Regions from separate parts of the Mus musculus genome. Here region 1 is linked to region 2. A link is a contact called in public Micro-C data. All regions are on one chromosome and are shown on one strand. The core of a region is the stretch at or near the end of the contact, and the rest is flanking DNA. Distances in the headings are between cores, read along the strand shown.

The links. A called contact is a pair of places that touch in the nucleus more often than the background predicts.
Region 1: a contact with region 2 is called in a Micro-C map of embryonic stem cells, with 9 times the contacts expected there. The contact joins the promoter of Ephb1 here to the promoter of Sox14 in region 2. A contact is called at or near these places in 3 of 39 promoter capture datasets (embryonic stem cells, liver and pre-B cells), 4 of 484 Hi-C or Micro-C datasets (all in embryonic stem cells) and 1 of 9 other capture datasets (embryonic stem cells).

What each region holds. Positions count from the first base shown.
Region 1 is chr9:102,350,165-102,357,808 of GRCm38.p6, reverse strand. It overlaps Ephb1 (Eph receptor B1), which reads left to right and starts at 3,116. Exons shown (of 16, transcript NM_173447.3): 1 at 3,116-3,527. The coding sequence starts at 3,470.
Region 2 is chr9:99,871,253-99,878,477 of GRCm38.p6, reverse strand. Sox14 (SRY (sex determining region Y)-box 14) reads left to right here and starts at 2,308. Exons shown (of 1, transcript NM_011440.1): 1 at 2,308-4,372. The coding sequence starts at 2,794. The coding sequence ends at 3,516.

The sequences.
Region 1 (7,644 bases), core at 1,867-4,366, 2.5 Mb before region 2:
TTATAAGGAAAAATTAACAGGCAGGCAGCCCCCAACTGAGGGTCTTCTCCCTGAAAGCATCAGCAACTTCTAGAAGTCACAGAGGCTGTCGCCATAGTCCTTGGGTGGATACTGCCACCCCTGGCAATCCAGCCATCAATTACCTGTCTCTGCCTTCCTCCTTCCAGGTAGTATGTAGACTCTTTCCTTCTAATAGAAAGACATTTCCAGTGCAGGCACCACATGAAACAAATCAGAAGAGATGAAATTGGGAGCCTGGGTCTAGCATGGTGTATCACCTCCAAGCTGTCTCTAGAGGAAGCTCTGGAGCAATTTGAAACAGTTAGACCAAGCTTCACTAAGTAAAGGGAGGCAGGGCTATCAGACCACACTGAAGGGTCTGCTTCTCCCAGTTCCCTACTGATCTCACTCAGCAGGGGTGAGACCAGGAAACTGCTGTTTTCAGAGAGCTCAGCTGGTGGTTGAAAGACCTAGCAGGGTTCTTTTTGGATGTCTGTACTCTACTTGGTGTGCTCCAAGGGACCTCCAAGGTGTGACATTTCACAGGTGGATAGTGTCCAGTTCTATCTGCAGCCAGATCAGGGAGACCGACAGAGCACACACGGAGATGTGGCTGGAAGAGATGGATCAGAGGGACAGCAAAAAAAGCTCCTCGATGGATGTGGGTAGAAAGAGAAGGCAAGAAATTCAACTAACTTCATTTTGGTTATGAAAGTAAACACCATACATGGTGCTCAACAAACCAATGCTGTTTCTGTCCTGCCCAGCACAGCAGCTTCCGTGTTCTGTTGTCCTCAAGGCCTTTGACAGCCTAGCACACCATTGCCCACTTTTTTATTGTCATTACTCTACTATGTGATAAGTTTCCTGTCCATCATGTCCCCGGTCTGCTCCACGGTGTGCCTGGTGCACCCAGTAAACATTTCCTGAATAGGTGGGTGAATGTGGGATGGGCTAAGGTAGGATACGGAGGCACCGAGGAGCCAAGAGTTGCAGGCCAAGAGAACGCCTAGCAAAAACTGGGATGAGAATACAGTTCTGGGAATCCTGTCCTGGAATCTGGAGGCCTCGCCAGAGTGGCCTGTCTTTCTTCAGGAGACAGTGAGGAGCCGCTGGGTTGAAACACTATGAAGAGATAAGACCAAGATTAGCTTAGGAAAGATTACGCTGGCGGCAGCACTCAGCGGGGTTACAGAGGACAGAAACCGGGTGGCCAGTTAGATTCTTCAGTTGTCCAGAGGGAGGAGGGGTGACACAGAGCTGAGACAGATGGATAGACCTGAGACAAAGGCATAAAGAAGAGGAAGCAGGAGAGGGGGTTTTGCTGGGTGTGCTTGGTGGGGTGGAGGGAAGGAAAGAGCCCACAAACCACTCATGCATGCACCCAACATCCATCTGAGATCATCTACCCACCCCACCCATCCATTCATCTGCTTGTCATCATTCATCCATCCATCCATCCATCCATCCATCCATCCATCCATCCACCCATTTATCCATCCATTCATCTGTCCATTCACCTATCTGTCTGTCCATCCACCCATCCATTTGTCTGTCCATCCATCCATCCATCCATCCATCCATCCATCAGTCTGTTTTCCATCCATCATCTATCTATAATCCATCCACAGGGATGGATGCAGTTGGTCACCAGTGCAGGGAGGGGGAGGGGTTTCAAGGTAAGAGCTTTGGGGATTCCTCTCTTAGAGGCTGGAGGGATGAAGGAGGAAGGGCAAGAAGTAGTAAGACAGGTAGGCAGTGAAATTGGACTGTGGAGAGTGTTGCCAAAGCTGCAAAAGACCCAGTACTCACCCATGTCAGAGAGGGGCATCCCTCACTTAAGGGACTTCAAGACACAGTGCTGTGGAGGGACAAAGAGCAGCTGAGGTAGTATTAGGGAAGATTAAGCAGCGGTCACTGACGTCATCCTTTCAGGTTCTGAGGCCGGATGGGTGGATGGTAGGGGAAGACACAAACAGCCTGTGTCAAAGTCTGGGAAACAAAGACCTGTCAGAATCAGGGGTCTGAGTGTGGCTGGGGTGGTGAAGAGGGAGGCAGTGTCTGTGAAAGACAGAGTAAGTACCCAGGGTGGGGAATCAATGTAACTAAATTCCCAAAGGAGAGTTGCCAGATGTTAATGTCTTTAAAAGGTTTGGGGAGGGGGCTGAAGCCCCTCCCACATGAGTCTTCCAGGAGCATCCCTAACCTTGCGGGAGGAGGTGAGGACCTTCTGCCACACAGCTTCTGACAAGCATCAAGGCCAGGGCCGGATCTGAAACAGCCTGACCTGATCAACAGACAGCAAAATGGGGCATTATCATCAGAGCTGATGGTGGGAAACCACTTCTATTCTGGAGCCTGGTTTTCCTGTGGTTGCAGAACTCAGTCCTTCCCACCTACCTCCAGGCCTGGTTCAAAGCAATGTCTCCCTTCCCCATACCCCAACAAGTTGTCAGACTTTCGGCTGTTTCTTCATGTCTTCCCATTATGACTGTCTTCTGACAGCAGGCCCTACAGTGGATGCTCAGAGATCCACCTGGGAAGAGACTTTTGGAGATATACAGCTGAGGATATGATAGGAAGCCCACAGGGTGTTCTAACTACCCCCGAGCAGCCGGCCATAAAGTCTTGAAACCATATTCACTCACTCCACAGATGCATGCCAAGAATAAGACACTGTTAAGGTTCCAGGAATTCTGAGTGAACGAGATCAGACAAGACTCAAAAATAAACAAAATTGATTAGTAAAATGATATAGGGTGGCGGCATTCTGCATAGGAATAGTCAGGAGTAGCTGTGGGGTGTCTGTAAGCATAAGGGACCTCAGTTGACTTCTTGGCTGAGCCCCTCCTTTTCAGCTTGGGGAAAGCGAGCGTGCGAGGCTGCAGTTCTCCTAAATCACCACAAGAGGGAGCGCGATCACCTCCTAGCGCCTTCCTAACCCTCCCACACAGCCTTGCAAGCAAAAGTTTTTCTTAAACTAACAATGCCAGTGTAAGGAGGTGCTCGCGCCTGATTGGATGAGGGAATTTTGCAGGTTTGATTCCTTGATTGGACAGGAGGTGTTAGGGGTGGAGAGAGAGCTGATGGTGGGGGATCCCGCTCCCTCCCCCGTCAGTCTGGCCCGCTCTGTCCTCCCGTAGGCTCCGCTGTAGCTCGCAATGTGACACCAGGACGCACACGCTCTCGCGCGCTCTCCCAGGCTCGCTCTCCCTCACCCTCTCTCACACACGCACGCACACACCCACCTCTCCCATAAACACACACACACACATGCACACCCACATCCACGCGCGCCCGCACCGCCCCACGCGCGCACACTCCCGCCCACGCCCACGCCGCGCTCCGGGGAGTCCGGTCCCGGCCAGAGCGCGAAAGGACACGGAGAAGCCACCCGCCGGGAGCGCAGCGGCGCCCTGGGACGCGGCGCGTCTCCGCTGGGGCTCGGCCTGGGGGCCGCTGGCCGGCGATGGCCCTGGATTGCTTGCTGCTCTTCCTCCTGGCATCTGCAGTGGCCGCGATGGAAGGTAACGTACCCTTCGCGGAGCAACTTGGTGGCTGCCGGCTGCCAGTTCATGGGTGCCGCGCGCTTTGCAGGGCTCCTTTGGCTGCTCGGCCGGGCATCCTGGTGCTGGAGAGAGAGAATGTCACCGATCCTGGGTAGAGATGGGGCACCGGGATGGGGCGGTACCCACAGGCATGCCCTGCGCCGACCCTGGGCGCCCACAGCAGGTTCGTTCGCACGCAGAGTCTTTCGGCTCCTGCGCTCTGGTGCTCCCAGACAGCACGATCACCGGACATCTCCGGCTTAGAGAGCCTGGATCCCGCTGCATTGCGGTGCAAGCTCCTTAGCTCTGGGCGAAGCTGGTCTGGGAAGCGATACCTCGGGCCACTGGGCTCCTAGAGTCGGCACCTTCGGCTCTTTCTATCCCGGGCCTGGATGCGCTGGCTGGCGAGCGGTAGCTTGCTGTCTCCCTTTCGCAGTCTGAGGTTTCCGGACTCTGGGCTCCGCAGGCAGGCTGCTTGGGGGATCACAGAAGGTCCTACTAGTACCCCAGCAAGTGACTGCCAAACGAGAGGGGCCAAATCCATTGACCGCACCCTGGGGGGGAAATCAGCCCTAGAAGCTGCCGGGTTGCAATCTTCCAGGGACAGCAAGTGCGAGGCGGACGCCTTTCTCGCCTTCTGAGCTTTGGAGCAGGGGTGGGCTTGGGTGAGTGCTGGCGGTGCTTAAACTCATCCGGCAGTTAGAAGAGACTGCGTGGCTGCGAGCCCACGAGCCAAGACACCATCCCTGCTGGCTCAGCGTGGTTGTGCCTCCCGCTGGTGGCCAGCCAAACCCGCTCAGCGGACCCCTTACCCGGCGCACCCAGGAGCCCCGGCGCTCAGGGCTCCCGCGAATCCCGTGGGAAATCCCTGCTCGCCTCCCCGCCTCCCGCCCCCTTCCCCGCCCCCAACCTTCCCTGCGGAGCCGCGGCGGCCGCCACCTCCAGGGACGCATCTCAGTAGAGAAGGAGCAGTTAGAGTTATCTCGAACAGAGCAACTCTGGGGTGAGGCGCCGCCGCCACGCCACCCCTGCTGGAAGCCCCACATCCCGATGGATGTCTCTGGCCAGGTGGACTCCACCCGTAGGGACATTCCTCGTGGAAGGTTCGCAGCTCTCTGTTTCCCCTGTTGTGTTCCCATTTGAGAGCTGGCTCCACTGGATTGCAGGTTCCAGGTGAAACGGACTCGTTCAGTGGAAACTCCAGACCAACATTGGTCCAGCGTCTCTAACCCTTCCAGTAAGCACTGGCATACACCCGTGCCCCTCTTGGTCATAGCAGGGAAGATGTCTTAGCCATGGCAAAGACTACCGCTGCTCAGTCTCCGTGGAGATGGGTAAGCGAGGAAGCAGCAATTACTGCACAGAAAGCTCTCGCTTGTTTCCTGAAGGTGGCTTTTTGTTTGCGCTTGACCTCCTGCTGCCCTGCGAGGCTGCTGGTCTTCGTGTGTGTGTGTGTGTGTGTGTGTGTGTGTGTGTGTGTGTGTGTGTGTGTGACTTTTGGAATGTGCAGGGTTTCGACTGGTATGGAGTGTGGCTAGCACCCCAGCGTAGGCTTGAGGTTGATTCATCCGGAGACACGTGCAGAAGCAGTCGAAATAGAAAAGGAGAGAAATCACCCCGCAACAAAGCCGGTTGAGAACTGTCGCAAGGTGGAGTGGCCTACAGGACTGTGAGCTGGGGTGGCTTCAAGTCTTCAGTTTGGGGCTGCGCTGGTCCGGTTTACCTCTCTTTGCACCTCCGAAGGGTCAGGGATTCGGTCTCAGATGTACACTTTAGGAAGTGCGCTCTCGGCTTTGAGTCTCAATAGATGGAGGGAATGTGTATATAGGCAAACTAGTTTGCAGAGCAAATTCGAGGGAACAGAACACATCAGGCGCCAGGACACATTCCTCCTGAAACACTTGTCGTCCCTCCCCCCACTAGTCCCTTGCCTTCCTGGCGGAGCTGTTCATGGGTGCCATTGTGTACCCAGTCTGGTGTGCATGGGCCGTATCACCTAGGCCTGCTGCCAGGGTCTACTTCGGAGCTGTGGCCCGTCTCTCAGTGTCCAGGTTGGGAGCTTTACCCCTTGCTAGGCAGGAAAGCCTTATTCTGGGGATTGAAAAAAAATCTCTGAAAGGGTTAAAAGAAATACCACATTCAGCAGAATATTAAAGCAGAGTCTTGCCCCTGCTCAGCGCGCAGGGGCAGAACACACCATTCACTCCCTCCTTTTTCTCGAATGACAACAGGCAGGTTCATTTTCTCCTCTCAACACACAGAGCCGCCTTCCCGCCTGCCTGGCTGGGTTGGGGCCAGCCTCATTTGGTTTGTGATGAGCACGGAATAATTCTCAGAGGAGTGGATCAATGAGCCGCCTACACAGACAGCAGGGCCCTCCCCAAACTCAGCTCTGGGGAGGCAGTGTTCTCCTCCGTGGTTTCAGCCAGTTCATCTTGTCTTTTTCCTGGCATCTCTGGGGTGGGTGGATTTCAGGCAGGTCCTCAGTTTAAGCTGGGGCGGGTACAAAAGAACAGTGCCTGTCACTCGTGGTCCTGATGGGGAGATGTGGGTGAAGGAAGTCAGGTCCCTAATGTGACCTGTGTCTGGGTGGAGGAAGGAAGGTAAAAGAGAGAGAAAGGAGGGAGGGAGGGAGGGAGGGAGGGAGAAACAGCGGGTGTGTTCCGGGATCTACACTACCTGGTCTAAATGAGGTAGGGACAGAATGAGGGTAGAGGGACATGTCATCTGACCGGAAGCTGGTTGGTCTTTATATGGGGGAACCAGACTGAAAGAGAACATATCTCCTCCCTTCCCTCCTGCCTGTCTCCCTTTCCAGCCAGTCTGCTCTGTGAGGTGTTAGGAGAACACAAGCAGTGCAGGGGAAAGGCTTTGCTGGGCTTTCTGGATTGGTTTTCAGAGGGGACCCAGACAGATGGTGAGAGCTGTTGATGTCCTCTGGGCTTTGGGACACAAGGTCTCCCCATAGACACCCACTTCTCCACGAAGCCGGACCATGGCCTCTGGCTTTTTTTTTTTTTATCTCTAGCTCTGTCACTTGGAGACTATCATCCACCTCCCACCCTCAGTACCTTCACTATCTAGTGAATTTAGGGCCCTCCCATTCCAGTCTTAGATGCTGGAACCAGACCACAGTTAAAGAGCCACTTGTGTAATATTTAAGTTGAGAAAAAAAAAACTATAAATAGTCTGAAAGAGTTCTGTGGAATACGAAGACTCAAGAAAGCCATGCTATTGTTGCATGGGAAAGAGGGAGAGACTATTTTGAAACCCCAAAGAGGGGACAGCCATTGTGGTCAAGGGTTCTAAGATATCTGGAAGCCTGTGTTTGCCTGGGCAGCTTGCTGTGAACTCTTGGCTCCAAGTTCAGCAAGTTCACTTTCTGTAGGCTCCCTAAGAAGATCCCGATGCCCCTGGGAACACCGTCAGGAGGATAGGTCCGCATTAGACTGCAGTCCAAAATCTGGGGGAGGTTTCACTTCAGTCTGCACTGACCAAGTTGGAATGAATTGGGCGTCTGCAGTTTTACCGAAGTGTTTGATATTTGAGGGAATAGGCAGCTTAGAGTCAGTAGATTTTGAAACTGCTGGGGAGAAGTATTCTGACACACACACACACACACACACACACACACACACACACACACACCCCTCCGTCAGTCTTTACAACATTTTTATTATCAAGCCCTGTCCCGTTTTTCAGGCAAGAATTCTGAGACACACCAGTCATACTTAATATTTAATAAAGACACCTGTCTGGAAAGTGGTCAAGCCAGAATTTGAACACAGGCAGTCAGGATGTAGGACCTGTGTTCTTACCTACACCTCCTCTTTCCGCCTCCAGCATAAGCTTTATGTGGAACCTGTTTGGCCTCCATTCACGGGTGGAAAGAGCTTGGTGCCAGCTCAGCTAGTGGCTGTTGGGGTCCTCACTCACCAGTCGGGCTTCCAGGTCTCCATGGTCTTGGAGAAGAGAAATGACTCCATGCTGACAACAAAGAGTCACTGCCCACAAAGCTCCCCTATATTTCTTTCTCCTGCCCCTCCCCTGGACACACCAAGACCAACGTCTCTACGGAGATGGCTCAGGCCCTTAC
Region 2 (7,225 bases), core at 1,059-3,558:
CTGCCATTCCAGCTAAGGGGTCTTGAGTAAACCGCATCCAACCCCTCCCCCACCCTACCCTCCCCCCAGCCTGCACGAGTTGTGTTACGTCCTCTTCCGATGGAGGATAGCTCTTGAATTGTAGCTATTGAGTTCCAACTCAGGGCTCGATTTGAGAGGATTGGAGAAGAGAGCCATCTACTAGAGGAGAAAGAAGAACTAAGAAGAATTGGAAAAGGGTACTCTCCAGTCCCAGACTGCTCCAGGGCAACTAGATAGACTGTCTAGGAAGCCAGCTCAGAATAAAAGAACCTGAGACCCAGCGTCAGATCCCTCATTAAGCAATGTCCAAGAAGTTGAGAAGTTGTACTACAATGGCCTAAACCTCTAAGTGTGGCTGGTGAGTCCTCACTCTGCAAACACGGTTATTTCTCTCATTTCTTTCCAAAGCAGCTACCATCACCCAGTAGAATTAGTATCTCTGGATCTCCAATCCCCTAGTGTAGCAGGTGAGATCTAAGCAGGAGTTGGCTTCTAAATGTTGAAATTCTCCTGGAAGTTCGCAGAACGGTACTTCTGCTTTAGTAATCTCTAGGGAGGTGGGGGCCAGGGGGGAGCGGAAAGAAGAGAAGGGAGAGGTGAGGAGAGAGAAGGGGACGGGAGGGAAGGAGAGAGGTAGAAAGGAGAGAAGCTGAGAGTGAAGGGCCACCTTTGGAGGAATTCAAATGTTGTGTATCTGCTTTACAATAGGAAGGTAGCCTCCCCAGGTAGAGGTGAAAGTTTTCTCAGAAAGTAGGGGCTCCAGCTGCCTCTAAATAAATCAGAATGAAGATCAGTTCTCCCGGAAATTATTCCTCATCTGTGAAATGGGAATAACATCCAACACTGTTAAGAACAGCCCTAAAGCTGACCGATTTCCCGCCCCCCCCCCGCCCCCACGTTTTTGCAATCATAGGAAGCGGAAATAAATTCTCTCCTTCAAACACAACACACTACATTAAAAAAAAAGGCCCTCCCTTCTTGCCGCCCACCTACCCCCACTCGCAGCTTCTGGTAGCCGACTGCGCCGTGGGCATTTCGGCCTGTCCTCCTCCCGGGAGAGACTGGCTAGCGCAAAAGCCAATAAGTCTGGAACACACTCCAGTCCTTCAGGACCCGGGACAATGGTTTCCATTTAATAAATATTTCCCCCAAGGGCATTTCGCATCGGCCAGGCAATTATTCAAAGAAAACAGGCTCGCAGGTTGGCTCGGCGGGTTATTTCGTCCTCTTTACCCGAAGAATGCTCATCTGACTCGAGAAACGAGCCCCCATCCTCACTGGGTGGGAAAAGGCACCCTGAGAAAAATTGACCCTAGCTAAGAGGGTACAGCCTGAGGCTCCACGCTGCAGGCGCAGAAGAGAGACCAGGAAGGTCCCCAAGCCCCGCCTTCCCTCTGCCCTTGCAGTTTGGACGTTGAGGGAAGCTTCGAGTTTTAAATCGCCTAATAATAATAACATAGGTGAATAAGAATCAGGATGGACCTCTGCCTACCACACTCAACCCTCAAAGTGAAGAGTCCTAGTGGCAAGGGCCCCCAAAGTGAAGAGTGTTAAGGGCTTGCCAATCAGGACTCTAAACCTCTGCGAAGCCCGCATGAAGCATCCTGGTCTCGGCTCAAAGCTCTTGGCTCCGACCCCCAGGGACCCAGAACTGCTCCGCAGAGCGTCCTGGATTACAGGTGGAGGCGCCGCCTAAAGCCAACCTGGGAGAATGATACCAAAGCACCGTAGATGTTCTGGCGCGAAAAGTTTATTTTGGTTTTGGCCTGAGTTTGATATATTCTTTTCCTCTCCCAAGGATCTTTGACAAGTGTGTGTTGTTGGGGGCGGGGTGGGGGTAGAGGGTGCTGTCTTCCCATTTGGTGACGGGACTGTCCTATTTATCTACGTGAGCTCTGGGCTTGCTGGCTTGGCTGACAGCTTCCTGGGTCTTTATATTATTAGAAGCACCGGTTCTCCTTTGAACAACTGGGGAAGAAAAACAGGGGTCACGAAGAGTTTTAATTTTTTGACAGTGCCAGAGACAATGTGAACCCCCGCCCCGAATCCTGAGCTATCAAGCCGCTCTGTTCGCGGTGGCGGTCTCTCTGTCCCTCATACCTCTCCCCGCCCCCATCAGGGACGCTCCGGGTTTCCACTACTCGCGAGTTGGCAGGTGCGCCCCCTCGCCTTCCCTGCTGCTGATTGGAGCCCAGGTTGGGGAGTCGCCGCCCCGCGCTTATGTCAGAGTGCGTGCGGTCCCGGCCCACCTCGCCTTTGAACTTCGCCGCTTTTGGCTGCAGTTCACCAGCCTCCCCGCATTCTCGGCCAGGTGCAGTGCTAGGCAAAGCAGCGCCCGGAAACCACGGGAGGGGGGGAGCCACGGCCAGAGAAGCCAGGGGAGAGACGGGAAGGAGAGAAGGCGAAGGTGAAGAGGGAGCGAAGGAGGAATCTCCTGCCCTTGCCAGAAAATTACCTAGCCACTTAATCCCAAGACTCTGGTACTTGGGCCCCAATCTCTGGTGCCCACAGACTCCAGGCCGAGCGCCCTCTCATCCCCGCTGCCCTTCCTACCCTTCGGCCCCCTGGGGGCTGCCTGGGGGCTGGGACTGGCATGATCAGTTGAAAACTTTGCAGGGTCAGCTCTTCTCTCTGATTTCCCCTCTGCGGCTCCGAGACGAGGGGAGTTCAGAGTCCCGGGCTCAGGACGGACAGAAAGACAGACGGCCAACCGCGCCCAGGCTCGCCCGCAGAGCCCCTGCATTCCCCGCCCCCGCCCGCCTCGCCGGGACCATGTCCAAACCTTCAGACCACATCAAGCGGCCCATGAATGCCTTCATGGTATGGTCCCGGGGCCAGCGGCGCAAGATGGCCCAGGAAAATCCCAAGATGCACAACTCGGAGATCAGCAAACGCCTGGGCGCCGAATGGAAGCTCCTGTCCGAGGCAGAGAAGCGGCCTTACATCGATGAAGCCAAAAGGCTGCGCGCCCAACACATGAAGGAGCACCCTGACTACAAGTACCGGCCGCGGCGCAAGCCGAAGAACCTGCTCAAGAAGGACAGGTATGTCTTCCCCCTGCCCTACCTGGGCGACACGGACCCGCTCAAGGCGGCCGGCCTGCCCGTGGGGGCTTCCGACGGCCTCCTGAGCGCGCCCGAGAAAGCCCGGGCCTTCTTGCCGCCTGCCTCGGCACCTTACTCCCTGCTGGACCCTGCGCAATTTAGTTCCAGTGCCATCCAGAAGATGGGTGAAGTGCCCCACACGTTGGCCACCAGCGCGCTGCCCTACGCGTCCACCCTGGGCTATCAGAACGGCGCCTTCGGCAGTCTCAGCTGCCCCAGCCAGCACACGCACACGCACCCGTCCCCCACCAACCCGGGCTACGTGGTGCCCTGTAACTGTACCGCCTGGTCTGCCTCCACCCTGCAGCCCCCTGTCGCCTACATCCTCTTCCCAGGCATGACCAAGACTGGCATAGACCCTTATTCGTCAGCCCACGCTACGGCCATGTAACCCCAAGCTTGGCCCGGACCTGATGGGTAGCGTGGAAGCAGAGATCTGAATCCTTTCCTTTGCACCTAGTCTGGCCCGCAGATGCCTCTGGGTCAGGCCTGCCGCTGCCCCTTGCCCACCCCAGACTCTGCCTCTCTCTTCCAGGGGGGAAGGGAAGGGCCATCATCCTGGACCCAAGGCACAGACTGGTGCCAGAAATTTGCAAACATTTAGAAAGCTACACATCTTCTTCCCCTCTCCCGACTCTCCCAAAGCAAGTCTCGACTGTACCCCCTTTGGACAAAAAAAAAAGTAGGCAGTTTTGCTTTATTTACGTCCCCCTCACTGTCCGCGGATAGGCTTTGGACTCGGAACTCCCAGATCCTGGTATTATATCTAGAATATGCGTATATATATATTTTTTCCTTTCCCACTGAAGAAAAAGAGCTGAGTCTTGGTGCTGTGCCGTCAGACACAGCTAGGCACCATTTGCTCTTCCTGTGTGTGGGGAGGTGAAAGGCTTAAAAGTTTAAAACTTCAGGAAGGGAAACCTTTCTGTTTAAAACCATACTATGGTCGTGTTTGCTTCGATAAAAAGAAAACAAAAAGGAACCACGTGGCTTTTCGCTTTGTGTACCCGCAGTACTCCTAGACACCTAAGTTTACTTTTAGACAGAATGTCAGGTAATGAAGTCAGGAAGTAGAAAGTGGACAAAACCTTAAAATAATAATAATAATAATAAACATCCTACATGGTCATAAATGTTTGGACAATGTCTTGGAAATGTACCTAGAAGGATTTTTTCCCTCATTCCTCTGTTCATTTGTTGAACAAAGACGTTTTGAATAAAGACAATCTGTCATTGCAAAAAAGTAACCTTGGATGTGCATAAAAATCTAGTAAGGAGGCTCAGGTCAAGGAGATGGAGTCTTCTTCCAGGCTGGCAGTACCTAGAGGGAGTGAAGCAGGGTAGGCTGCAGGAGGTCCTGTCCTGGCAGAACCTGGTGGCCTATGGCCTATAGAGGGGCCCTGACCCCAGTTTTGCCTTTAGAGGCTTGGCAAAGGTACCAATATCACAGTGCTGTGCCTTTCCCGCAACCTTCCTAAAGTGGGTCAAACAGCTCCCAGCAATGAATGAACTATGATGAAACCTCTTGAGTTCTGGGTGGGTTTGCTTTTTAACAACTACACTCCAAAGACTGGGGGGTCGCAGTGTTGGAGGGAGGAACAAGTTTCTCTACAGGAGCAGTGTGTACTGCTGTGGGTGCTTAAGTTCAGAGCATGGGATGAAAGCGGTAGAATTGGTGGGGTTGGTTTTTTTTTTAATGTTTGCTATCACTGCCCCCCTCCTGGGAATCTGGGACCCCAAACTAAGTTTCTAAGTTTAAAAATGTTTTTAATTGGTTGATAACGACTTTGTTGTTGTTGTTGTTGTTCCGTTGTGGGAAAAAGATTGGCGAAAAAAGAAAGGAGACAATACTGCCATCCATCAGGCAAAGAGTTCTTAAAACACAGATTTTTAAGAGGAGATTCCATCTCTTTCCCCCTCCATGTGAGTGTTTTGTTGAGGGTGCCAAGGCTTTGCTGATGCTATCTAGCTCAACAGCTCTCTTCAGAGTTTGTTGTCTAATTTGAAACGTTCTTCTCACCTCCAGTATCCCGCGAGTTTCACTCCCTAAATCCGTGGTCCCGCGTTTTTTTCAATAGGCGGTGTGTGTTTCCCTTCACCCTTGGCTTTGCTATGGTGCCTGGAAGGGATGGGGCAGCCTTGGACTCAAGGCCTTTCTGCTGCTGTTGAGAGATTTGTGGGCGCCTCCGCCCCCCCCCCAAAGGACTCGGAAGCCGGAGGTGGTAGAGAAACGTTGTCAACAGTCACCAAAGCCAAAACCCTCGGATTAGCATATTGTCCGCAAAACAATTAGAAGTGTTTGAGGTGCTATTTGGAGCCTATTCATCCGAGCCCCTTTGTCAAGGGGGGATTTTCATTATTAAAAAAAAATAAGTTAGCAGTTGTCCATCTGGCTGAGCTGAATAGCAAAGTGATTCGTGTTGTATATGCTTTTCTCATTAAGAGCTCTTTTGAGACCAATGTTAGAATTAAATGGTATTACACAATTAACATACAAGGCCGCTGAATAGGACGGGACGCCTATAAATAATAGATAGATAAATAAATGAACGTTCGGGCTAAGGTAAACAAAGGCGGGCTGGGGGAGGTGTGGAGGAGGCCAGGCCTGCTGAGCCACGCGTACTTAGCATCACAAAACCCTCTTACAAATCGTGACAATTAGGAAGTGACGAGCCTCTGGTGGCCGTCGGGTCCAGGGACTCAGGGTGCAGTAGGGAAGGCCCCTCCTCCCGCCCTCTAGGAAGCTCATGAGGCCCAGGACGCTGGCGTTGCTCCTGTTGTTTGATCTAACCCCAACTGACAGTCCTGTCAGCCTCTCTGCTCTCCTTCATAGCTCAGTGTCCCTTAACATCTCCAAAGATGAAGCTTACTGGGGTCTGGTGTCTCCTCGCGGAGCCCAGCGCAGGAGCTCAGGGCACTCTAGCCTCGGGAGGAACCCAGGCCCGTGGCCCCACTAAGGTGCCTAGCTGATTGTGACACGGGGTTCGATAGCAAAGGGGCACCAGGCAGGTTTGAAAGGAGAAGGCCTCCGCCCTCAGGAGAAGCTAAAACAAACAAACAGCTCCCCCCAAAATTAAAAAGCAAGGTTCCAATCAGACTGCGCCCGGCCTTAGGTCTCTCCTGGAAACTGGACTGCGGTGGCACCGAAGGGAGCCTGGGGTCCACTACAGGGCCACTGAAACCTCTCTCCAGCACACACAGAGGGAAACAGAGTCCTGGGGCAAGCCGCAGAGCAGGTTCCTGGGGTTTCTTTCCTGGACATTTTGTTTTCTTCCTAGACTGCTTGCCCTCCTCCGACCTGGGCCCAGCCTGGCCTCCAGGGCCTGCGGCAGTGTCTTCACCGGGGCCGAGGGTAGCCAAGCTTCAGTTGCAGAGGTGCGCGGCCACAACTCGCCCCAACAGCCCAAATCCTGCTTGTCACGCCGCTGACAGGAGTCCGATTACAGACTTTAAAGTCTGCCGCTGACAAAAAAGGAATCCCCTGGGGAGTTGTGTGTGTGAAGGGGGCGGGTGGGGTGGAAGCAGTCTCTGTCAAACCTGTTTGCTCACAACTGTCTCTTTCTTTCAAGAAAAGCATTAAAGCAAAGCTGTAGAGAGAGAAGCGCCCCGCCCGCCTGGAGCGCAGGACAGCCGCTTCTCCCTGCGCCACGCGCAGCAACCGGCGGCCTGGAGTCCCCAGACACTCAGGTTGCGGGTCCGCAGAGCCCGAACTCCCGCACTCTGCGAGAGGCGTGATTGCCACCCGCTCTGCGCTGCAGAGGAGTCCCGCAACCCGGGAGCACTGCTCCTTCGGAACCTGTGCAGCCCGGGTGTCTCCTCCGCAGGTGCCACTGCTTCTGGGAATCTTTTCCCCAAACTGATCCTTTCTGTCTTGCGCGTCGCCCGCCTGTGCACCCGCCGCTCCTCCGCTAAGGTTTCCTAGGGCTGGACCATGTGCGCTCCGGACGGCAGCTGGCGGCTCCCGCTAGTTCGAGTTTTAGCTGGGTTTTCATTCTAAAATTTTGGCGGCGGCGGTCTGTCTCAAGGGTTCACTGGTCCAGACTTTTGAGAGATTAGGCATGTTGCCTCACTTCACCTTCTGGCCTCCACAAAACTTCGCG